Linked DNA regions of Mus musculus: all the other regions are linked to region 6. A link is a contact called in public HiChIP or PLAC-seq, Micro-C and promoter capture Hi-C data. All regions are on one chromosome and are shown on one strand. Each heading gives the region's core, a stretch centred on a gene start, on an enhancer-like site or on the middle of the called end of the contact. The rest is flanking DNA. Distances are from core to core; before and after follow the strand shown. Region 1 holds the start of Gdf15 (growth differentiation factor 15). Region 2 holds the start of Cilp2 (cartilage intermediate layer protein 2). Region 3 holds the start of Mast3 (microtubule associated serine/threonine kinase 3). Region 4 holds the start of Tm6sf2 (transmembrane 6 superfamily member 2). Region 5 holds the start of Kcnn1 (potassium intermediate/small conductance calcium-activated channel, subfamily N, member 1). Region 6 holds the start of Comp (cartilage oligomeric matrix protein). Region 7 holds the start of Mau2 (MAU2 sister chromatid cohesion factor).

The links. Promoter capture Hi-C pulls out the DNA fragments that hold promoters and counts their contacts. A called contact is a pair of places that touch in the nucleus more often than the background predicts. HiChIP or PLAC-seq counts read pairs in DNA pulled down with a chosen protein or histone mark.
Region 1: a contact with region 6 is called in an H3K27ac HiChIP or PLAC-seq map of microglia, with 5 times the contacts expected there. The contact joins the promoter of Gdf15 here to the promoter of Comp in region 6. A contact is called at or near these places in 6 of 39 promoter capture datasets (cranial neural crest, embryonic stem cells, frontonasal cranial neural crest and 3 more), 2 of 115 datasets of contacts at active chromatin or transcription factors (microglia and trophoblast stem cells) and 2 of 9 other capture datasets (adipose tissue and pancreatic islet).
Region 2: a contact with region 6 is called in a promoter capture Hi-C map of embryonic stem cells. The contact joins the promoter of Cilp2 here to the promoter of Comp in region 6. A contact is called at or near these places in 2 of 39 promoter capture datasets (embryonic stem cells and liver), 1 of 484 Hi-C or Micro-C datasets (embryonic stem cells), 1 of 115 datasets of contacts at active chromatin or transcription factors (embryonic stem cells) and 2 of 9 other capture datasets (liver and macrophages).
Region 3: a contact with region 6 is called in a FOXA1 HiChIP or PLAC-seq map of pancreatic cancer cells. The contact joins the promoter of Mast3 here to the promoter of Comp in region 6. A contact is called at or near these places in 1 of 39 promoter capture datasets (pre-B cells), 1 of 484 Hi-C or Micro-C datasets (embryonic stem cells), 1 of 115 datasets of contacts at active chromatin or transcription factors (pancreatic cancer cells) and 1 of 9 other capture datasets (pancreatic islet).
Region 4: a contact with region 6 is called in a promoter capture Hi-C map of embryonic stem cells. The contact joins the promoter of Tm6sf2 here to the promoter of Comp in region 6. A contact is called at or near these places in 8 of 39 promoter capture datasets (the C10 cell line, cranial neural crest, embryonic stem cells and 4 more), 1 of 484 Hi-C or Micro-C datasets (embryonic stem cells) and 2 of 9 other capture datasets (adipose tissue and pancreatic islet).
Region 5: a contact with region 6 is called in a Micro-C map of embryonic stem cells, with 1.6 times the contacts expected there. The contact joins the promoter of Kcnn1 here to the promoter of Comp in region 6. A contact is called at or near these places in 2 of 484 Hi-C or Micro-C datasets (both in embryonic stem cells) and 1 of 115 datasets of contacts at active chromatin or transcription factors (pancreatic cancer cells).
Region 7: a contact with region 6 is called in an H3K4me3 HiChIP or PLAC-seq map of embryonic stem cells, with 2.8 times the contacts expected there. The contact joins the promoter of Mau2 here to the promoter of Comp in region 6. A contact is called at or near these places in 2 of 39 promoter capture datasets (the C10 cell line and second pharyngeal arch cranial neural crest), 1 of 115 datasets of contacts at active chromatin or transcription factors (embryonic stem cells) and 1 of 9 other capture datasets (liver).

The regions. Positions count from the first base shown.
Region 1 is chr8:70,630,336-70,633,432 of GRCm38.p6, forward strand. It overlaps Gdf15 (growth differentiation factor 15), which reads right to left and starts at 1,760. Exons shown (of 2, transcript NM_011819.3): 1 at 998-1,760. The coding sequence starts at 1,277. It overlaps Gm34154 (a long non-coding RNA gene), which reads left to right and starts at 2,228. Exons shown (of 2, transcript XR_870495.2): 1 at 2,228-2,520.
Region 2 is chr8:69,885,713-69,888,679 of GRCm38.p6, forward strand. Cilp2 (cartilage intermediate layer protein 2) reads right to left here and starts at 1,680. Exons shown (of 8, transcript NM_026818.2): 1 at 1,576-1,680; 2 at 722-820; 3 at 284-556. The coding sequence starts at 1,639. It overlaps Yjefn3 (YjeF N-terminal domain containing 3), which reads right to left. Exons shown (of 6, transcript NM_001353930.2): 6 at 2,076-2,310. The coding sequence ends at 2,105. Gm33746 (a long non-coding RNA gene) reads left to right here. Exons shown (of 3, transcript XR_379069.4): 1 at 1-558; 2 at 882-1,195; 3 at 1,282-2,672.
Region 3 is chr8:70,791,142-70,793,938 of GRCm38.p6, forward strand. It overlaps Mast3 (microtubule associated serine/threonine kinase 3), which reads right to left and starts at 1,292. Exons shown (of 26, transcript NM_199308.2): 1 at 1,085-1,292. The coding sequence starts at 1,173.
Region 4 is chr8:70,071,668-70,074,645 of GRCm38.p6, forward strand. It overlaps Tm6sf2 (transmembrane 6 superfamily member 2), which reads left to right and starts at 1,257. Exons shown (of 10, transcript NM_001293795.1): 1 at 1,257-1,422; 2 at 2,611-2,714. The coding sequence starts at 1,328. Sugp1 (SURP and G patch domain containing 1) reads left to right here. Exons shown (of 14, transcript NM_027481.3): 14 at 139-680. The coding sequence ends at 165.
Region 5 is chr8:70,855,679-70,858,576 of GRCm38.p6, forward strand. It overlaps Kcnn1 (potassium intermediate/small conductance calcium-activated channel, subfamily N, member 1), which reads right to left and starts at 1,330. Exons shown (of 10, transcript NM_032397.3): 1 at 1,254-1,330.
Region 6 is chr8:70,371,625-70,374,855 of GRCm38.p6, forward strand. Comp (cartilage oligomeric matrix protein) reads left to right here and starts at 1,924. Exons shown (of 19, transcript NM_016685.2): 1 at 1,924-2,023; 2 at 2,229-2,314; 3 at 2,749-2,800; 4 at 3,181-3,231. The coding sequence starts at 1,948. Gm51533 (a long non-coding RNA gene) reads right to left here. Exons shown (of 4, transcript XR_003947399.1): 1 at 1,842-3,231; 2 at 824-881; 3 at 1-110.
Region 7 is chr8:70,041,129-70,044,148 of GRCm38.p6, forward strand. Mau2 (MAU2 sister chromatid cohesion factor) reads right to left here and starts at 1,606. Exons shown (of 19, transcript NM_001376946.1): 1 at 1,264-1,606. The coding sequence starts at 1,557. Sugp1 (SURP and G patch domain containing 1) reads left to right here and starts at 1,659. Exons shown (of 14, transcript NM_027481.3): 1 at 1,659-1,952. The coding sequence starts at 1,919.

The DNA of each region.
Region 1 (3,097 bases), core at 510-3,009, 260 kb after region 6:
TAGGCCAGGCTGGCCTTGAACTCACAGATATTTGCCTGTTCTGTGCCACCCCTCACCCCCACCCCAAACCCTCGTGCTGGGATTAAAGACGTACACCGCCACCTTCTGGCTTAAAGTTGATTTTGCTCTTAGCGACAGAGATCCCTAAGGTCTGCCCTGCGCAGGACAGCATGGATCTCTCCAACCTTTTCCCAAGCCTCTGAATAAAGTGTTTAACAAACAGAAGTTGGTTTTCTTTAAAGCAGGGTTTGGTTGCCTACACCTGTCTTCCCAGAACTTGGGAAATGGAGGCAGAAGGATTGCCCTGAGTTTGAAATCGACCTGGGCTACAAATAAAATTTGGGGAGGTTCTCACTCTGTAGTCCCAGCTGGCCTTGAACTCAAGGCAATTCTGCTTCAACCCCCGGAGTAGTTAGGATGGCAGACATGCGCCACCACATCCAAGTGTAGCTTTGCAGATCTTTAGGGAGAGCTACAGTTCGCTTGGATTCACACAACCCTAGCGGATTTGTAAGGGGGCGTGACCCAAATCAGCCTGGGCCCGCCCTCAGCCCTGCTGGGTCCCAGAGCTGAGTCCAGTCCCCTGGATCCTCCTCCCTCCCATCCAAGCGACTGTCACTTGTTACTGTAGCAGTCTCTTTACAAGCGATTGCGTCAGATTTCCGATCCAGTTCCCGCAGGTTCTTTCCGTTTGGCTCCCAACCTGGCTCCTGTCCCTCCCTCTTCCCTCCAGGACCCTCTAACCTTCCCCCATGTCCTCCCCAACTCGAGTGCTGTGCATCTCCAGGAGCGACCTTGACCTCTCTGGACATCATTTGTCCAGCTCCGGTCTAGGGACGGTCATCCGTCCTACTCTGGCTGAGCCCGCTGCTGGCAGCTCCAGAGGTCACAGCAGGGGAAACTGAGTCTCGGAAGCTGGGCTGGGCTCGTGGACTTGAGTGTGTTGGTTGGAGCTTGGAGAGGGTGTTCCTGAAGTGGGTCCCTGGTTGCTACTCACCCTCTGGACTGAGTATCCGGACAGCTGGGTCAGGACTTGGTTCTGAGTTCGAGTCCTCTCGGCTCTGGTTGGCATGCAGCCGGCTCAGCAGGTCCTGGAAGCGACCCCGTAGCTCGTCGGCGTTGAGTTGGGACTCAGGGCCGGAGGGTCGCTGTTCAGGCATTGCCAGGGCGTCCCCCTGCGATGGCCATGACAGCAGCAGCAGCAACAGCAGCAGGAACAGCAGGAACCTCAGTTGAGAGCCGCCTGGAGGCTGGGCCTGGAGCGCGGGCGGGGCCATGTCGCTTGTGTCCTGAGTGTGTCTTTGAGTTAAGCCCTCTGCAGCTGCCTTTATACCCACTGGACTCTGTCCGCTCCGCCCCCGTGTGCGATGCCAACTCGGGTGACCAGGCTAATTCGGGCGGGAATCCCAGGGCTCCGCAGGGGGAGGGGGTGGGAGGGAGGGAAACCGCCGGGCTGGGACCTGAGTGAGGGCTGATCGTCCCCACAGAACATGTGATGGAGTCCAGACTGAAGTTCAAGTGGCTTCTTCCTTCCTCTTGGGACCAGGACTCTCTCCCTCTCTCTTTCCTCCTCTCTCCCTCCCTCCTCCCTCCACCCCCATCAAAGGTGAAGCCAAGGAAAACCTAGAAAAGGCAAGTTCAGGCAAGTCACCCCTATGCCTCAGTGTCCCAGGAGTAGACATTACAGCCGTGCCCAAATGGGCTGGGACATAAGGACAAATCAGGGACTGCACCTCTTCGGTGTCCTCTGTGGGACTCCTACCAATCCTTCAAAACCCTGTACGAACAGTTGTCGCTTCAGGAACCAGATTTACCTTTCAGGATGACTGGATGCTCACACGTGCCCTGCCCTGTGCCTGCCTCAGTATCCCCAGACCAGGGGTTCCTCTTGGGAATGGAGGGAAGAGGAAATCTGCTGCGGGCCTCCTTCCAAACAGGAGGCGGCAGGTGGCTGGAGGGGGTGGGCAGTTCGTCTCAGGCTCAGATAGAAGATGGAGGAGGAGGATGAAGGTGCCAGGAGCCCCATCCACGGTCAGCCTGGGCCCTGAAAGGGTAGTGGCTGTAGTTAGGGCCTCTGGGGAAGACAGGAGTGAGCAAGGAGGGGCACCAGGTGTCATCAAGGGCTCCTGCTGGGGTCCCTCCCAGTATTTACATACTGCTGGGTGGCCTCTGACCTGTGGGGTCACTCCAGGTTAATGACTGACTAGGGTTACTCCATGTCCCCCTGTGAAGACAAGGTAGGTGCATGGTAAGTCTTCACCCGCCATCTCCTTTGTCCAAGACCAGGATGACCCCCAGAACCCTCCCCAAACTGATTCCAGACCACTCCTCCTCAGATCCAAGCCCCACCCCTGATGCACTGCCCAGAACTACCTGTTTGCTCCAGGACCCTTTGCCTACGGGGGTGACTCTTAAAGATCAATGTGGAGAGAGGTGGCACCGCCCTTGGGATCGCAGCTGTGGGCAGTTTTGAGGTATCTGCACTCTGTGAGGAGGCACAGCATGGTGGCCACCTGGCCGGTGAGAGTGGGGTTCTGGGATTATGTTCATCTCTGACCGTTTTCCCCCAAATTTAAGTCTCAGAGTTGGATTCTCTGCCCTGGGCGAGCTGCTGATCTCCGAATCATATCCCAGAGGATAATACTGCAGTCTTCTGGTCCCAGGCCAGCCATTGAGCCTCAGTTTCTCTTTCTGTGAAAGGCTGCTGTGGTCTACATCGTCAGGGTAGGGGTACAGCGGGGGCCGGGGGTGCACGCTACAAATTGAGGGACTATCCCGCGGTCCCATGTGACCTTGGACAAGTTTCTCAGCCTCTCTGCGCTGCAGAGCAAAGGCCAAGGATCAGGATACAGCTGTCTTGCTGCGTGAGATGAGAGGTTGAGACAGGACCATCATGGGTCACAGGTGGGGAAACTGAGGCTGGGGACGGCCCAAAGTCTCTTGGGATGCAGATGGCTTCGTAGATATGGAGCTCGGGAGTGGGCCGAGCAGCTGCCCACTCCCACACGGGGAGCCCTGTGCGGTCTGGATGCTGGGACAGGCCTCGATGTTCTCAGCACTTCTGTACCCCACCTAACCCCACAGGCCGCAGACAGAT
Region 2 (2,967 bases), core at 430-2,929, 490 kb before region 6:
ACCCCTTCTTGCTAGATGCGGTCCTAATTAACCTTGCTGTTCCCCATCGGACTTCAATACAATGAGGCTTAAGGCATCCCCAACACCGAGCTGTTCAGGATGGGCCAATGGGATCCTGGCATGTTAGTGCACTAGCTACTACAATCTGGGCACAGCTCCCTGCATCCTCACTGTGCTGATGGGTGTGCCTCTCTAAGCCACGCCCGTGCCCTGCCATCACTGGGCCTTGCCCCTTAGGGTCGTACTGTACCCGCCCGCCCAGGCCTATGGGTCCCCCCCTTACCCAGTGGGCAGCGGAAGCGCACGTGGTAGTTGGAGCAGCGGCGGCCTCGAGGCTGCTCACGATTGAGACACCAAAAGCCACGCTCTGGGTTGGCGTGCACCCTTTCGCCCATTGCAGCTGGTAGCGCCCAGTCGGTGGTGCGCGCCTCCAGTGCCAGTGGTCTCGGGCACACCCGCGCGGGACCATAGTAGAATCGAATGGCGGCCAGGCTCTCGAAGTCGCCATCTCCTCCCGGGTGATCCACGTTGAACCACGACGTCCACTCGCTGGCCTCTGTGAGCATCGCACGCTGAGCCCGGGTCCCACCTCCCTAGTCTCTCCAGCTTGGAGCCTTGAGGCCCAAGGAGCTGTGATGTCCAAGGACTCCTCATTCTCCCTACCCTCCCCACTGACCCCACCAGGCCCAGATCACACAGGCGGGTTGCTGAGGTGACTCACCCTCCCAATCTTCCAGGGCTGGCGAGGGCTGGCCGGTATCTGGCGGCCGTCCCTGAAGACCCCTGGCGGTTGAAGTGTGCTCCTCGGTGGGGGTGGCATCTGTGGGAGTTCGAGGAGGCACAAGATAGGGACCACTGAGACCCCTCTTTTGGTGCAACAGGGGGAACATTGACTACCACATTTCACGGGATATAAAACTGAGGATCTGAGAGGCCAGCTCTAGCCCCGGGGACTGCAGCAGCACCCACTCCAGGAAGCCTTCCCATTACTAGCAGCGGACCCTGAAGCCCTGTCACTCCGCAGATCTGGCGACTCTATGTCCCACTACACCTCTAGGCTCAAATGTTCATCAAACACAAGTCGAGTGTATTAGGCTCTGCCTCTACCCGCAGACCGCTGCAGTCTCTTCCTGGAAGTCCCCTCCTGCCATATACTCTCCCGGGTCTTTCTAGGTGGGACGCAAGGTGCCAACAGGTAAGTCCTTGGTTTCTCTGGCCTTCCATCTTTCCGGGGTGGAATAGGAAGGCAGACAGGTTCAGACAAACCCCTTCTTCCTGGAGCCCCAGCCTTCTGAGAAATAGGACTGTCACCAGCCCCGCGGAGAGACAGCTACGACCCCTTGGCACAGATTTGGAAACCTGATGATTTACAATTCAAAGCCTTGGCCAAGTGGACCTTCCTGGGACGACGATGGAAGAGGTTTCTTTCACCGGCTCTCTGGGACGCTCATGAGGTGCTCCCCCGCCCGCTTCTGTGCCTGCGGCTGTCGTCCTGGTGTGTTTGTTTGTGTGTGTGTGTGTGTGTGTGTGTGTGTGTGTGTGTGTGTGTAGGGGGTGGTTCCCAAGGTATCTCACCTCGCGCTCCCGCTAGGTGTAAGGCGGCAAGGCAGAGATAGAGCAAGGGCAGAGGTGATGCCATCGCCAGGTCCGAACTGCTCTGCGAAGCTCTGAGATCTGACTGTGGCGGGCCTAGCCGCTGCTTGGACCTAAAAGGGCGGAACGGGCCACAAGCCACGCCCCCGCACACCAGACTGGGTCTTCTAAGCCTCCCGCGGTACCTCCGCCCTTAGACTGCCCTTGCCCGGTGTCCTGCGTTCCCCCCTCCTTCTCCAACTGGGTCCCGTGCTGTGTGCCTGGCTCCCTCTGGTCTGAAACTTGAAGCTGCTGGCGCCCTAGGATGCTGGACGTTCTCTATATTGTTAAACTTCGGTCCTAAGTACTGGAGGCCACCCCCCAGCAGGGGTCTGCTCTCCATTCTAAGAAACTCCACGGCGCAGCTCCTCCCCACAAACCCGGAGGGAAGTCTCCTCTCCACCCGCCCACCCCCTGGCCTGGTACACAAAAGAGGCAGGGGAGAGGTGGTGGAGATGTTTATTGGTGCGGTTCACAGTGAGGCCACGCAGTCGGTGCCAGTATATTTTGGCAGGTGCAGGCCAAACTTTCGGCGGACGTCATCAGGCACGAACCTGCCGGCTACAAAGTGGAGACGTCCGGAGAAGCGGCCGGCGCAGCTCTTGGGCGCTGCAAGGGACACCAGCACATCGGGCTGCACCGCGTCCTTTGCGTCTCCGCCAGCCTCCGCATCCCAGCCTGAGGGCGGAAGAGGGGGAGCTGAGGACCTCCGGCCCGGGACCAAGTCTGCTCTGCCTCCCTCCACGCACGCGGGTAGCGGTCAGACCTGCTAACCGCAAACCGCCTCCACCCTCCGACTACACCATTTCCACTGCTAGTCTGCCAAGACCCAGCCTCTGCCTTGAGCCGTGTCTCCTTCCGCAGAGGTTAGGAACCGCGCCTTGCTTAAATCAGACCTTCCTCACCCACCTCGGGTCTGACCTCAGCCTCTCTACCCCACCCTGTACTGTGACCCGAGACCCCCCTCCTTCTAAACTGTGCCCCCACATCCCTATCGTATTTGATTTCCCCCTCCGACCTGAGACATCTTGGTTCTCTGACCCACCTCGTGGTACTTTTGTTAGGACTCTGCCCTCTCCCCAAACCACCAGGAGTTTCGGTTCCACCCAGTCCACGAACCAGCAACCAGGACTTCTCTCCTGCCTCAGGCACTAACCAGAGCCACCGGCTCCTCTCTCTGATTAGAGGCTTCCAACTGCAGAATCCCTCACTTTTCCGGGACCACCTACTGTATCCCCCTAGGACTAGATATGCCTCGGCTTTGGTCGGGGATTGTCCTGGAGCAGTGTAGCTAGGGGACACCCCCACGCAGTCCCCACGAGAGGCTGAGCGCTG
Region 3 (2,797 bases), core at 42-2,541, 420 kb after region 6:
TTTGGGTAACAGAAGGGCAGTTTGCAGGCCAAGATAGGAGGTGCCGCAGGCAGCAAAGGGCATAGGTTTTAGGGAGCTGAGCCCAGCCTGTCTGTTGCTGCAGGAGGCTCTGTTTTCCCCATCAGGACAACCAGAAGGTGCACAAAATCAACACACCCTGTGAAGCTGGCCTTGGGGGACCTATGCTCTAAGAGCCTGCCTACAGGAGGCCACGCCCCCAGAGTCAGCTAAGCCACAGGTGTGGACACAGTACAAACCAGCATTGAGCTGGGGGACCCACCAACTGTACCTGCTCTTCACACAGGGAAATCGGGGCTACCAGCTACCAAGAGGGTAAAGAATTGCCCCCTAGGCTGAAGTGTGGGTGCAGAAGCGGAACCCAAAGGGCCCTGCAAGACTTCCTGTCGCCCCCCCTCTGCACACGACACACACTGGCAGCCACATCCTCTCCCTGCCCTGCTGTCCCATGGTCCTGCACCGGTAGCCAATGAGACTGGTTGGTTCCTTTCCCTTATGCTTAGACAAGACCTTGAAAACAACCATATTGGACGCCTCAGAGAACCTGGATCATCTCACTTGAGCACACATTAAATGCCAACTGCTTACACTGTTCCTTGCTCTAAAAGGCCTGTAAGCCATGGTAGGCACCACACTATCTCAAGGCCCAGTCGAAGCTTTGGATCGAGCACTCAGGGTCCTTGCATCTCAGACTTTTCCCAACTATGCTAACCTAAATACAGAGAAACACAAGCACAGAGAGGTTGAAGAACTACCTGGAGTCACACCGCACGGTAAAAGCTATCTTACAATTAGAACCTGGGTCGACAGTTGAGGCACCATCTCTCTTGGCCTCTGTGCCTTGCAAAGGAGGACCTGGGCCGAGGAGAAGCATGCCTTCTTGGCTGTAGACCTGCCACCCACTCGTCAGTCTGGGCCATGAGTATTTGCATCTGCGCCAACATTTCCGCTGAGTGTCCAGAACAGACTGCTTCATTCTTCCCAAATTCATCGCTTTGCAAGGCCCGAGTCCCAAGTTCAAATACCGGCGTCCACAGCTAGACCCTGCGCCCCAAGCCGTCCCTACCTTTTGGAACGCTGTAGCAGCGCACCCTTGGCCAGGCGGCTGCGGTGCCCCGGGGCCGCGACCGCGGTCCAGTAGCTGGGGTCGGACATGCTGCCGCCCTCCGTCTGCCCGGGCCTCGGCCAGATCGGCCGGATTCGGCCTGAGCCCCGTAGAGCGGCCCAGTGGCCGCGGGCAACAAGGAGCGCGCGCGGTAGCAAGGAGGAAGCCCGGCTGGGAGCCCCGCCCAGTCACGGGGCGGAGCCTGAGGGGGCGTGGCGTCGTGATGGAGGAGGAAGGGGGGCGAGGCGTTGCTACAGTGCTAGGCGGGGCGTTGCTAGGGTCCCCAACTAAGGAGCTTTTGTTGCTACAGCTCTGCCGGAAGCGCTGGGATGGAGCGCAGTTAGAACCCGCCTGTCGGTGCCCAGCATTGCCAGGGCCTTGAGGGACAGCGCGGGGCGTTGCTAGGGCCCCGAGCAGATCGGCGCGGCGTAGTGGACGTTGCTAGGGCTCTGGGACTAACGTGAGCGTTGCTAGGCCCCCTAGCAGCACAGGCAGGGGTTTGCTAGGGTTCTGAGCATAGGGGGCGGGGTTACCTGGCCGTTGCTAGGGCTCTAGGTAGCAAGGGCGGGGCGTTGCTATGGACCTCAGCAACACAGGCAGGTTGTTGCTAGAGCTCTAAGCACCAGGAGAGGCACCCTGACAGGAGAGCGAGGCGTTGCTATGGACCTCAGCAGCCCAGGCAGGGCTTTGCTATGGTTCTGAGCATTGGGGGGGCGGGGCTACCTGGCCGTTGCTAGGGCACTGCGCGGTGAGGGCGGGGCGTCGCTAGGGCCACAACAAGCAGGTGGGGCGTTGCTAGGGCCTGGACGGCGGAGTAGAGCTTTGGCGGTGCTAGTAGTGCAGGCTGTGACGGGTCTGCCCTCTGACTTGGAGGTGTTAGCCCTGCCTGGCTCTTCCCCTTTCCTTCCCATCTGTATGATGTCTGCGATGAACGCAGTGTGCATGGCCACGAAAGCCATTACCAAAGGCGATAAGTCATATATACTACAAACCAAAGGAATATGTCCTTTTCCCCCAGGTCCTAGGTAGCCAGTGGTCATTCTGACAGCACCCGACTCCCTGGACTTTTAGACACCGGATCAGAGCCTTGCTCGGATTTGAAGCTCAGATCCTATATTTGGTGCAAGAAGATAGCTGGGGAAACTGAGGCACATGCACCCAGGTTTTCCCCAACTCATCCTTGTCAAGTCACTCTGAGACTCTGCCACGTCTCCTCCAGGCTCTTTGCCACGTCAGGCGTTTCCCATGCTGCTGGCTGCAGCACAAACCCATATCCAGTCATTTATTCACTTGATAAACATTTATTGAACACTTACAGTTTACCTGCCTCTGGGACATCTAGGGGTGACTTCAAGGTAGTCCTTGATCTCAGATAAGGAGACAGATGAAGAATGTCAAAGAGTAACTTCAAAGAAAGAGGGATATAGCTGTGCTGGCAGAATGCTTGCCTGGCATGGAGGGCTCCATCCCAGCCCTCACCACACTTTTGGAGGTGGTAACACACACCTGTTGTCACAGGACTTGAGGGGTACAGGTAGGAACTTAAGGCCAGCCTGGACGATATTTCTTTCTCAAGAAATAGCAAAGAAGGCAAGCAGACAGGCAACATAATAATTTTGACCATGAGAAAGAAGAGAATCAGTGGGCATGGGGAAAGAGTGTCACAGATGGGGA
Region 4 (2,978 bases), core at 7-2,506, 300 kb before region 6:
CTGCCTGTTAGTTTGAGAGAGATGACAAAACCCCTGCTGTAGCCCTCACAGGATGTCAGCTCTGCTGCCTGCAACGTTGTGGAGGGAGGACCTATAGTTTTCCACTAACACTCCTTTGATCTTTTTGGGCTTCCACAGAACAACCCCAGACGGCCCTACTACTGAATATTCTGGAAACACAAAGTCTACATTCAGATCGGCCATCCTTGGACTATGAAATGTTCTGGCATCCATCTCTATCCTGTGGTCACAAGTGTTGTGCTGTGTATTAAAGTCCCAATGCTCACCTGTCCAGCATTCCAGTTCCTGCTGTTGCCAGAAACCTCTTTTGTCCCTCCTCCAGTCCCACTGAGGCTCATTGAGTTCACAGTAACTGGAGACCAGCCAGTTGATTCAGACTTTACCCCAGGCAGAGGAAAAAGAGGCTTCCAAACACTTCATGATATGTGCATGGGCTGGTGTGGACTGGGCACAGCTGGAGTATGGGTAGGGCCTGTCTAGAGGCAGAGGCCTGGGCTGTCTCATGTATTGCTCACTGCATAGCTGCAAGAGCCCAGCTGGAGCCCGTGATGGTCAATCTTTGCAGCTTCATCCCATTTGTGCTGCCCTGGATCCTCCCCAGACCTCTCCAGCTAGTCAAAGTCCTCAAGAGAATAAGAATGATAAATCTGAGTACTCCAGTCTTGCTCCTCTGGTCTTCCATCTCCCCAATGTTTCCCTCTCCCAAGATCTGGTTGGGCATGACACAAAAGGTCCTAGAGTTGGCAGAGCTGAGTAGTGGGAGTGTGGCCAGGGGCTGGACTGCAGTGTGTACAAGTTGTGAGTGTAGGGCCTGGGGGCGGGGCCATGTAGAGCGTGGCTGCACTCTTGAGCTAATGCCTGTGAGTAGGGCTAGGAGAGGTGAATGGGTCTTAGGTAAGGGACTATTGTGGACTCGGTAAAGGGAAGTCTCTACAGTTCAGCCCCACAGGTGACTAGGGTATGGGGGCGGAGTTATAAGCTGGGTAGAGGTAAGGGGGCATGGCTGCAGATGTGGGACGGCTGAAAACTGGGAAAGGACGCTGTGCAATGGATAAAAGGACTGAGAAAGGGAGCTTATGGGCGGAGTCTCCTGATAGTAGGGCGGCACTCCCCACCCACCCCCTCCGCATACTGGCCAAGAACCTCAACACAGGAAAGGGTGGTGACCAGCTCCTGCGCGGGGCGACCTTTGCGCGCGGGGGGGGGGGGGGGGGCAGGCAGGTTCCTGGCAACTCAGAGCTCTGACGCGCTGCGGTCACGGAGCCAAGCGTCCTGGAGGCCTCGCCGGGGTCGGGGTGCCGCTGCCATGGACATCCCGCCCCTAGCCGGCAGGACTGTGGCAATGTCATTCTGCGCCCTGCCAGTGTCCTACCTACTCAATCAAGTTTCGGCGTTCTCACAGTGCGTTTTCGTCCATGAGGACCATGGGGCTGGAGGGAGGATGAGGGGTAGCAAAATCCCATAGGATGGGAGCTGGGCCGGGGGAACGCCATTGCAAGCAGAAATCCCTCTCCAGCCGCGCTGTCAGGAAGATGAAGTTGTAAGTTTCTGGGGAAAGGTGATGTGGAGCCATAGTGGGTTGTGGCATTTACGAGTATTCCAGGGATGTATGCTGTGCCAGTTCCAAAGTCACCCAGGGTCAAAGTATTTTCCTAGATAAAGCCCAACTCACCCAACTTCCCTGGTACGCATGCCCTGTACCATCGTCTCTGTCTCAGGCCTAGAGTTAACTCCCCCTACAAGCAATGAGCACCCTGTCCCTGACTTCTATCTTCAGATAGACCCCGGAGGTCCAGCAATCCCCTCACTCCAAAGCTCAGTTAACTCAAACAGTGGGATAGAGAGGGCCTTAGCCATAGGTCTGACTCCCTGGTACCTGTCTCCTGAGAGTCTGAGTGAGCCAAGTGCCCTTTGGGAGCCCAGGTCTCTTTATCTATCTGGGTTTCACTATCGTCATGGGTGAGGATCACAAGTTCTGTGCAGTGTCAAGATTAGTGTTGGCATTTTGGTTAAGTAAAACCAGGATGGAGTTTATGAAATGTGGGCCTGGGTAGTTTAGGAGAATTGAACAAAAACTGGCTGTGTGGCACCAGACAGGTGGATTCCCCTCTCTGGGTTTTGGTTTGTTTGTCCAGCTGTGTTAAGGGAAGCCCAGAGACCTGGCTTGTGTTATCTATGCAGCTAGCTGAACTGTCTTATCAGACTGTATAACTTCGGTGTAACTGAGCAAGAATAGGGAAGTGCAGTTGGAGACATTTGGACTTTAGTTGAGAGAAACTGGGAGCCTCAAGAAAATACTAGATTCCCTCCCATCAGAGTCCAACCACATGAAGGGTGAGGCTCAATGAGTGACCTGGCAAATCCAAAGGAATGAGTATTAGCTAATGATGAAACACAGAGATAGGGAAATCAGAGAGGGCTTCCAGTGGGAGCAATATGGATAAGCCTTGAAGTATGAGTAGGAGTTTGCCAAGTAGAAAACCTAACCAAGAAACCACTGATGGAGAAGTCAGGTCTCATTCTCCTTTGCTGACACTTTCTGAATAATTCCTCCAGGAGGTCTCACCCAAGCACTCGATTTTCCCCCAGGCCCCTGTTTGTGGTGCTGACGAGTGCTCTGATACTGGGTCTGCTCTTCCTGGCAGTCTATAGCCTATCTCATGGGGAGATCACCTACGACCCTCTCTATGCTGGTGAGTCATTGGGAGGTGCTGAGGAGCAGGGTTCTCTGGGCAAAGGCTAAAGACCAACCCAAGGACCTCTGTTAGTCTTTGAGTGGTTCCCATTAACTGTGGAACTCGGAGGGCCTGGAATACCATTAGACTGGAGAACCTCAAAGGGTGTCTTTCAGAGGTGGAACTCCAGAGAGAAGTAATTATGTCTTTCTCCCCTATGCCCTTCCCAGGACTCATGTAGCCTGAGCTGACCCTAACTCCTAATCTTCCTGCCTCTATCTG
Region 5 (2,898 bases), core at 80-2,579, 480 kb after region 6:
CCAACAGCAGGTGACAAGGTGGCCTGGGTGCCTGCAAGACACACAGGTGAAGAGGCAATATGGGGCTGTGACTCAGCTGTCTGACACATATGCCAAGCCTAGGTGCTGCCATGTTGTTCCCTGAGACAGCCTCTTCCTGGGCAGGCTGGCTGGCACAGGACAGATGCAGAGCAGGCAGGGCTCAGTGACCAGTCCTGGGCTGGCTGTGTTTTGAGCCTCCAGTTAAAAGGACTGTCTGTTGCCCCAGGCACAAGGGGGATACCTCTTCTGGTTTTAAAAAGAAGAGCAAAGCTGAGGGAGGTTGGGTGGCCCCTGGATCCTCTGCCAGCACCGAGTCAGACACAGACTAAGGGACACAGCCTGGCGGTGGCTGAGGGCAGGACCTTGACAGGGAACCAGGCTGGCTCTGCCCGAGTGGCTGTGAGCTGAGGACAGAGCTGCTTTCTGTCATGGAGCCTGGGGTACCAGCTCAGTCCGTTTTCTCTTGTCTTCTGTAATTTTATTTATTTACTTTAGAGACAGGCTCTCAATCTATAGTGCAGGTTGGCACTGTGGCAAACCCCAGGTGCTGGGATGGCAGGTGTAAGTCGCCATGCTAGGACTGGTGATACATACCTATCAAGAGGTGCTAAACAGCAAGGCTAGCCTGGCCTTTGAGGCCAACTAGGGCTACCTGAGAACCTGTCTCAAAATAAAATAAAATCGGATCAATAGGTGTCCCTTGCTGTGAGTCTCAAGGAGGCACCCACCTCCCACAACTCTTGTAGGAACCACAGTGATAACGGCTCATGACAGAAACTCCCAAGACACTAGACCTGTGTCAGGTGGCCTCCCCAGCAGCTGGTGGGGAAATGGAGTTGAGGAAGGGTGCCAGAGCTCTTCTCACCAGGCTCACTGACTCCTCAGGGTGCCCGGCTCTGCTTGCCCTTTGCACACCGGCTACCAGGGAGCTTACAAGGCCAGTCTGGCAGCCCAGGTGCTGTCACTGAGCACCTTGACCTCAGTTTAGGGTGGCCGAAGAGTGCTCATGTCACTGGCCGTATCACATCCATCCTTGTGCATGGACTTTATGGACTCAGCGTCTCCCACTCGCAATCTTCCCTCACCGGGGGACACGCGCACCCTCTCTTCTGTGTCCCTGACCCCTGACCGCGTGGCAACACCATCCCCAGCGTCGTCCCTAGTCGCATAGCCCAGGGACCCGCTATTACTGCCCCCCCAGCCCCCTCACCCCCGCTTCCTCTCGCCAATACCTGCGGGCGGGGACCTGGACCCTCGTGCCAGCGCGTCCCCGCCGAGACCGGCCAGGGAGGGGGAGCAGCGCCGCCCCGTATGAGCGGCGCCTTGGATTGGCTGAGTGCACCAGGCCCCACCCCCATGACCCCGCAGGCTCCGCCCATGCTTAAAGCTCCCTCCTGGGCACTGGGCAAGAATAAGAACCCCGGTGATGGGCATCTGTGCACAGGCAGCTGGCTATTGCAGGTGATCCTGCACACCTGGACCTCATCTCTGGGGACAGACAAGCCCGCTCACCTCAGGGACCCCGATCTTAAACCCTATTAGCCTTGCGGGCAGAAAGAGCTCCAGGCAGCTGCAATCATCAGGGCTGGGGAGACCCCCGAACCTGCTCTGCCCCCATCATTCAAGCCAAACTTACAGAGCTCACTCATGAAAGTTTTTGTTTTGAATCAAGGTCTCACATAACCTAGTCTGGCGTCAAACTCACTGTGAAGTACAGGCTGCGCTAGAACTTACCAGGGAGTCCAGGTTAGCCTTGAGTGGCCTTGAAGTTCTGTTCCTTCTCCCTTCACCTCCTGAGCGCTGGGACAGTTTTGGGCCCCCCTTTCCAGCTCATGCAACATTTTTTGTGGTCTTGGGTTTTGTTTGTTTGTTTTGATAGCTCTGTAGCCAAAGCTGATCTTGAATTTACTCACTGAAATCCTCCTCTCAGCCTACTTCCTAAGGTGCTGGAGTTTCAGGTGTCTTCTAAGACATCCCAGAGACCAAGGAGTCTAGTCTCCGCCCCTTCAGTCACGTGATTACTGACAAGCTGGGGAGCTGAGGTTTGCCTGCAGCCGAGCGATGAGTGTGTGTATCCCCTCCCTAATCCCCTCCCCACCCCCACCCCAGCCACCCAGCTCCTGCTTCTTCCTGGCCCAATGTCTTTGCAGTTTAGAGGGCCTCAGGAAGGACTGAGGGGCAGATGTGTGGCCAGCAAGTGGCCTGGGAGCAGTGACAGCACTGAGCCCCAGCAGAGCCACCAACAGAGTGACAGTCCAGGTGTTGGGGACCACATCTGCACTATCCACATAGGTGGAGCCAGATGGAACCAGCCTGGGGTGATAGATGTAAGCAGGTTCCAGGAGACACCACAGAGGGACAGGCCAAGAGCACCAGGTTCTGCCTCCAGCCCCTAAACCTTCTGCATGTGGCCACCTCAGCCTGTGGCTGTGGGCCTTCCCTGCCTACCCCCTACCCAGGAATTGTTTTGCTTTTTGTTTTAGAAAGGGTTTCATATCTGTGAGGCTCAGACTTACTATAGAGCTGAGGATGGCCTGGAACTGGCCATCTTGCCTCTACCTCTCAGGTCCTACCTGACAGGATAGGCCTGGGCCACCAAGCCCCATTTGTTCCGTGCTAACAACAGAAGCCAGGGCGTCATAAACACTGGCAAAGCACTCAGTCTCCTGAGACACACCTCAGCCTCTCACAGCCCCCAGGGATTGGGGGCATGCCCCCGTTTGTCATCAAAATTGGGGTGCTCACTGTCCATCTAGCTCTCCTCCAGGCGCCTGTCTCAACATGCACCCCCATGGTGCCTGTGACCACAATCAAGGAGTTCACAGGCTCAGCAGTCACTGCCTCTAAGACTTACCCCTTCCCTCTTGGGGCCCACCC
Region 6 (3,231 bases), core at 674-3,173:
CTTGGACAGTACTGGAGGCCTGGAGGAGCAAATGTCTGCTGTGGAAGGGCAGAGGTGAGCCACAGGCAGGCAGGCAGGCAGGCAGGTAGTCAATAGGCCTGGGAAGATACCTGCAGAGGGAAGCTGGGGCACTTACAATTGGACAAACAGCCTGGGAGAGGGTCCCTGCCCTATGGAAGCCAGCAGCAGGGGTGAGCCCAGGCTGTCCTCTCCCTGCTGTCCCCTCCCTACTGTCCTCAGCACCAGCTCAGCTCCTTCCCTTCCTTCAGTTCTGACTCCCTTTCCCACAGCTCCCTTTAGGGCCCAACTGTGGCTGTGGCTCCAGCGACATGGTCCTGAGCCCCAGCCCCATGCCTGACTTGTGGCAGTCACCCGTTAGGCTGCTGTGTGCTCTTGCCTCAGCTGCAGGAGGCACTTGGGAGGCCACAAGTCTGCCCAGTAGTGGTGGTTTTCTGGAGAATTCCAGCGCTGGTCAGCAAGAACAGCCCCACACGTGTTTGGAGCCAAAGAAAACAGGAGGTAGCTCAGCCATTGGGACCTGGCCTCTCGGAACACAGCCACCTCCAGCCTTCCTCTGCAGGGCTGTTTGCCCTCCGTCCCCCTCCACCCCCTGCCCCCGTGAGTCCAAAGACAACTTGGGCACTGTTCTTGGCTAGCCTCACTCCCTGATTGTCTTTAAGCCCCAGGATTTTGCCAGCACACTGTATGTGTGGTGTTCATCTATCAAGAATCCCAGGCTCATTCCTACTGAGGACTATTGCTCAGCAGTTCCCACTAGATCCCCACCACCTCTGGGTAATAGTGTAACCATTTCCAGACCCACCTTGGCTGCCTCTGACAGAGGCCGGGGACTGCTTCCTCCAGTGTTCCCCAGCAGATACCTAGTAGGAGATATGACCCACAACAGGCACATTTGTGTAAAACATGGATGTACCAGAAATCTACAAGCACATACCCTCCGTCCGACATGCTCCACCAACTTCCACCTCTTTCCCTGCCCCCACCACTGGAGCTAACCCCCCTGCTTCCTATGACTGATCTTTTTATTCTCTTTGTTCCCTGGACTGTCTGTCTCCCCCAGGCAGCCCTCCATGGTTTCTTCTTGGAGCAAGAGATCTTCTTGGGTTGCAGCAGCCCCAAGTGGGCCAGCCCCCCTCCCCTGAGCCCAGCTTCTCTGTTTACAGATGTAAGCTGTGAGTCCTGGAAGGCCAGGTGGAGAGGGTTAAAGCTGAGGTGTTTTACAGCTCAGAGTGTGGCTGGCCCGGGAAAGATTTTCAGTTCCCAGCCAGTCTTATTTTTATGACAGGCTGTCTCCCTGGTGGCTGGGGAACAAAGCTTAGTGCAGTCCAGTGAGAAGAGAACCCCAGGGAAGCTGAGGTTCCTTCCTCCACCCCATCCCCAGCACCACCACTGCCTCCTCAACAGTGCAAAAGGGGAAGTTGAGGCAAGGACATCGTTTATTCAGAATTCTGTTTGTTTGAAGGTGCGGGGAGGGGGGCGGAGGAACCCTCACAACCTCCTGCTGACCTGGGCTGAGTCACACCCATAGGTCCCTTTTGCAGGACTTTGAAGTGCGGAGGGAGTGTGGGAGCCAGAGTGGGTGAGTTGGGACCTTTTGAATACTTATGACTTTGTTTCCCCAATGCTATCTACGGGGACAGATGAAGATTGTCTTGCATACAACAGGCACTCAGTGGTGAACCAGAGTGAGTGGAGAGCCCCAATTTACTCTTCAAGGCTCATGCCTTTCTCTCCTCAGACCCCACCATATACTGATCAGCTGCGGGTCATCCCGCAGGGCTGTGGGGCGCGGCCCTGAATGCAGAGCCCGGCCTGTTTACCTTGTGGCGGGCTCTGGGCAGGGCCGCGGGGGCTGTCCCGGACCCGGCGCGGGGATAAATAGGCCGCGGGCTCGAAGGCGCAGACAGCAGCTGCAGCTCCGCCGCCATGGGCCCCACTGCCTGCGTTCTAGTGCTCGCCCTGGCTATCCTGCGGGCGACAGGCCAGGGCCAGATCCCGCTGGGTAAAGCCGCTTAGTAGGGGACATGGTTGGACAGGAGGCCCCTCCAGGCTCATGATTCTTGCTCCTCAGAACTTGGGGTCTGCTCTCCAGGAACGTCCGGGGTTCCTGAAAAATGAAGCGGCGGGTGGAGCTTGGATGGCCCCGGAGGTGGCGGGAGGGGTGATGGAGTGGTTGGGTCGCCCATCACTGGCCCCTGTGGACGCAGGTGGAGACCTGGCCCCACAGATGCTGCGAGAACTTCAGGAGACTAATGCGGCGCTGCAAGACGTGAGAGAGCTGTTGCGACAGCAGGTAAGGAAACAGAGACAGCAGCGTGGAGACAGAACAGGGACAGGGGCATACAGAGAGGACTAAGAATGGTAGAGAACAGAGAGAGAGAGAGAGAGAGAAAGGCAGCGCGGGGCAGAACAGGTGCAGAAGGCACATCGCAGTGACGAGCGGGGAACAGAAGGGACAGAAAAGGACAGAGAGGAAAAACAGAGCAGGGAAGAGAGGACAGGGCGTGGGACAGAGAGGATGGAAACAGGGGCAGGGACAGGATTCTGGGACTAGATGCACAGAGTCAGAGATAGGGAGACAGGGACTCTGGAATGGGTTTGTGCAAAGGCGGATGTAAAGGGGGTGGTTGTGGGCACCGGGCTTCCCAGGAAGAGGGGTCGTGGGAAGAGGAGGGGGACCGAGAGGAGGCGCATGGGAAGGGGTCCCGCTGACTTCCTGCCCGGCAGGTCAAGGAGATCACCTTCCTGAAGAATACGGTGATGGAATGTGATGCTTGCGGTGAGCATAGACCGGACCCAAGGGCAGGAGGAAGGGTGGGGGCACAGAGCGAAACGGAGGAAAAGGGCTGGGGAAGGAAGCTGGCGGGGGCGAAAGCAGACAGCGACAGAGCGGACTGGACGACGGAGAGAAGGCCTGGGAGATGCGCGAAGACCAACGACAGGGCTGGCAGGAGGACCGCACGGCCGGAGGGCGCGCGCTCGGACCTGCCCAGTCCCAGCTTGGGCTAAACCGAACCCCCCGAGGGGCGTGGTCCTGAGCGGCCCCACCCCGGGAGGGGTCAAGCCCATCTTGTGGGCGGGGCCGGACAGGCGCCTCCTCTGGGCGTGGCCCAGGTTGGCTCCTCTCCGGGGCGTGGCCTAACTTCTGCGGGTCCGCAGGAATGCAGCCCGCACGCACTCCAGGCCTGAGCGTGCGGCCAGTGCCGCTCT
Region 7 (3,020 bases), core at 356-2,855, 330 kb before region 6:
AAAATTAATGGTATTATTTGTTGTGTATGATATGTATGAGTGCAGGCAAATTTGGAGATCAGAAGGCAATTTTTGAGAGTGTTCACCTTCCACTCAAACTCAAGTTATCAGGCTTGTGCTGCAAAAGCCTTTACCCACAAAGTCATCTAAGCAGACCTGCTTTCTTTGAGATATTCTTCCTGTGTAGCCGAGGCTAGCCTCTTGCCTCTCCCTTGAACATGTACATCACAGGTATGTGCAACTATGCCTGTAATCTCAGTACTTGGGTGGCCAGGAAGGATGACAGCTGGGAATTGAGACCAATTCTTTGCTACATCGTGTAAGACCACGACAACCCCCCCCAACACAAAAACAAACAAAAAACCCAAACTTCACACAGTGTGGTCTTTGCTAAATCACTTTACTTAGCTAAGCCTATACGGTTTCACTCTTGAAATAAGGAAGTTTATTGGTTCAGTGAGGATTAGAAGCTCTAACTATGCACAGTGTGGGAAACAAGAATTTTGATCCCCTCCTGAAGGCAATTTACTAGACTGTCTGCAGGTCAGAACATTAAACATCTGAATAGTCAAGGAAACAAAGATAGGAAAATGGCAAAAAAGAGGCGGAGGTGTGGAAGAGACACAGTTGCCATGAGAAGAAACAAGTCTTACTGAGAAGCTGAATGACAGCTACCTCTTGAAATTCTGTGAAGCACCAAGACGTCACAAATCAAGTTGGAGGCGGAGTGGGGACTCTTTCAAAGATGGACCATTTCGTGGTGGGAGAAGAAGCCACCAACAGTGAGACTGACCTCCAGACCCCCGAGGTGCAAGTGACTCTAGAAGCTACTTTCTGCACTTCAGGTCCTCACAAGGCAACAACGTTCAACAAGAGGCTGAAGGCCTCACCTTCCCCAATATCCATGCCACAAGGATCTGGGACTCCAGACCTAGACACCTGACTGTCAGAAGTCCTGGACTTTCAGATTTCCTGCGACCTCGCTTTCACACGTCAGGGAGCTCGCATCTCTTCCTTAGGTAGGTGCTTCTAGGCTGACGCTCTGGGTCCTGTTCCCGCGGCCACCCGACTAGGAGGGTCCCCGATGCAAGCACCAAGTAGCTGAAGAGGGACAACTTTCCCGGTTCCCGGGTGAGAGGGCGTGGCGGAGCCGCGTCTGTCACCGCAGGTGAGGGCGAGGCCTTCGGAAGTCCCAAGCCCGACGAGGCGGAGAGGATCGAGTCCCCGGTACCCGCGGCCCGCCCGCCTGGCCCGCACACTCACCGCCTTCTCCAGGTGGCTGCGCGCCTGCTCGCTGTTCTTCGTGTGGTGGTAAAGCACCGAGCCGAGCTGCAGGTGCGTCCGGGCCTCGATCCGCTGAGGCGGCTTGAAGGGGAACACGGCCTGCAGGCAATGAACGCACAAGCGGATCTTGGGCGGGCTAGATGTTCGGAAGTGCTCGGCGAAACCCAGGAGAGCCAGATACCACGACTCGGCTGCCTCGGCCTGTGCGGCCTGTGCGGCGGCAGCCTGAGCTGCAGCCGCCGCCTGCGCCGCAGCCGCCGCCTGTGCCGCCATCTTGGCCCGCACAACAACAAGCCGCCTCCACAGAGAGGCGGAAGCACCTTGAGGGGCGGGGCCTGGCGACCCGCAATTCTCGCGAGAACTGCTACGCAAGGACTTCTGGGTCTTATGGTGTGTGTTCGAAGTGGCTCCGACTGAGGAAGACTCTGAGGAGAGGATGATACCTCTGCATCATCGTAACTGAGAGTAATACACGTTCGTGAACTGACGCCGGCGTTTCTGTGGAGAAGACGCCCGGTGTCCTAGAAGGGGGTTGGACGAGATTGTCGGAGAAGGACTACATTTACCATCAGACCAAGCGCACTATAACAGAGCCTCCCTCTTCTCAGGTGGCGCCGGAGCATTGTGGGATTGGATGAGTCTCAAGATGGACAACCGGGATGTTGCAGGTAACATCCCCCGACTTCCCTTCGCCGCCCGCCTGGGTTCTCGCGACTGCACGTCTCCTGTTCACCCTACTTTCTGTCACGGACCTGACACGCGGACTTCTCGCCTCAGCCCCAGGGAAACTTACAGTAACGTTGCGTGTGCCCTTCTCTGGTCTGCCGAGACCCCAGACTCGGGTTCGCCCCCCAACCCCCGCCCGTGGCTGAGGAGCGCTCCTGGTCTCCCTCAAAGGCCTGGGCGCCGGGTGGGAACCGCATGGGCTTTCCCAATAAACTGCTCTCGGGCCGGTGGCATCCACAGCGGACAGCCTGGGACATCCCTCCTGCCCCTCCGGTCCCCTTTGGCTTGGGTCCTGCCTTGTGGGAAATGTGCGTTTCCGAACTGCACTGGGTCAGCCAGGGCGGTTTCCCACGGTTACGGGTTTAGCTCTCCCTGTGCCCCTAGGATGAAATGCATTTGCCCATTCACCATATGCTTCCACACTTGCTGGGTGCCAAACGCTGTGCTAAGCTTGCGTGTCAGTGCACCTGGAAGCAAATTTTGCAAAGAACTAGTTCTCGTGACGTGAGGTTGGATGCTGCTAATATATTGAAGGTCAGGGAAGGCTTAACAGTTTTTAAAAATCCATTTGTCTTTATGTCTTTGTGTGTGAGTACCTGGAGCTGGAGTTATAGTAGGCCACCTGGATGTTTGCTTGGATTCTCTGGAAGAGTGACAAGCACTCTTAACCTCTGAGCCATCTCTCTGGCTCCATGAAAAGTCTTTCTTGAGTACAAGATGTTCCATATGAGTAGATGCTGTCTATAGGAAGGCAGAGGTTTCACCACAGAGGCTGGATAGGCCTCAGAGTGGACTAGGATTGTCTCCTTGGAGATTGTTATGAATGAAATGGAAATAATTAGGGGTGTCAACTCTGGTAGTGTCTAGGGAGTCAGTTTTGCTTTCAACATTTAGAATTTAAGGGCTGACGAGATGGTGGTAGTTAAAATGCTTGTTGCCCAAGAGTGAGGACCTGGCTCCCCATCTTCAGTACTCATGTAAAAAAGCCAGATGTACTGTTGTGTGCCTGA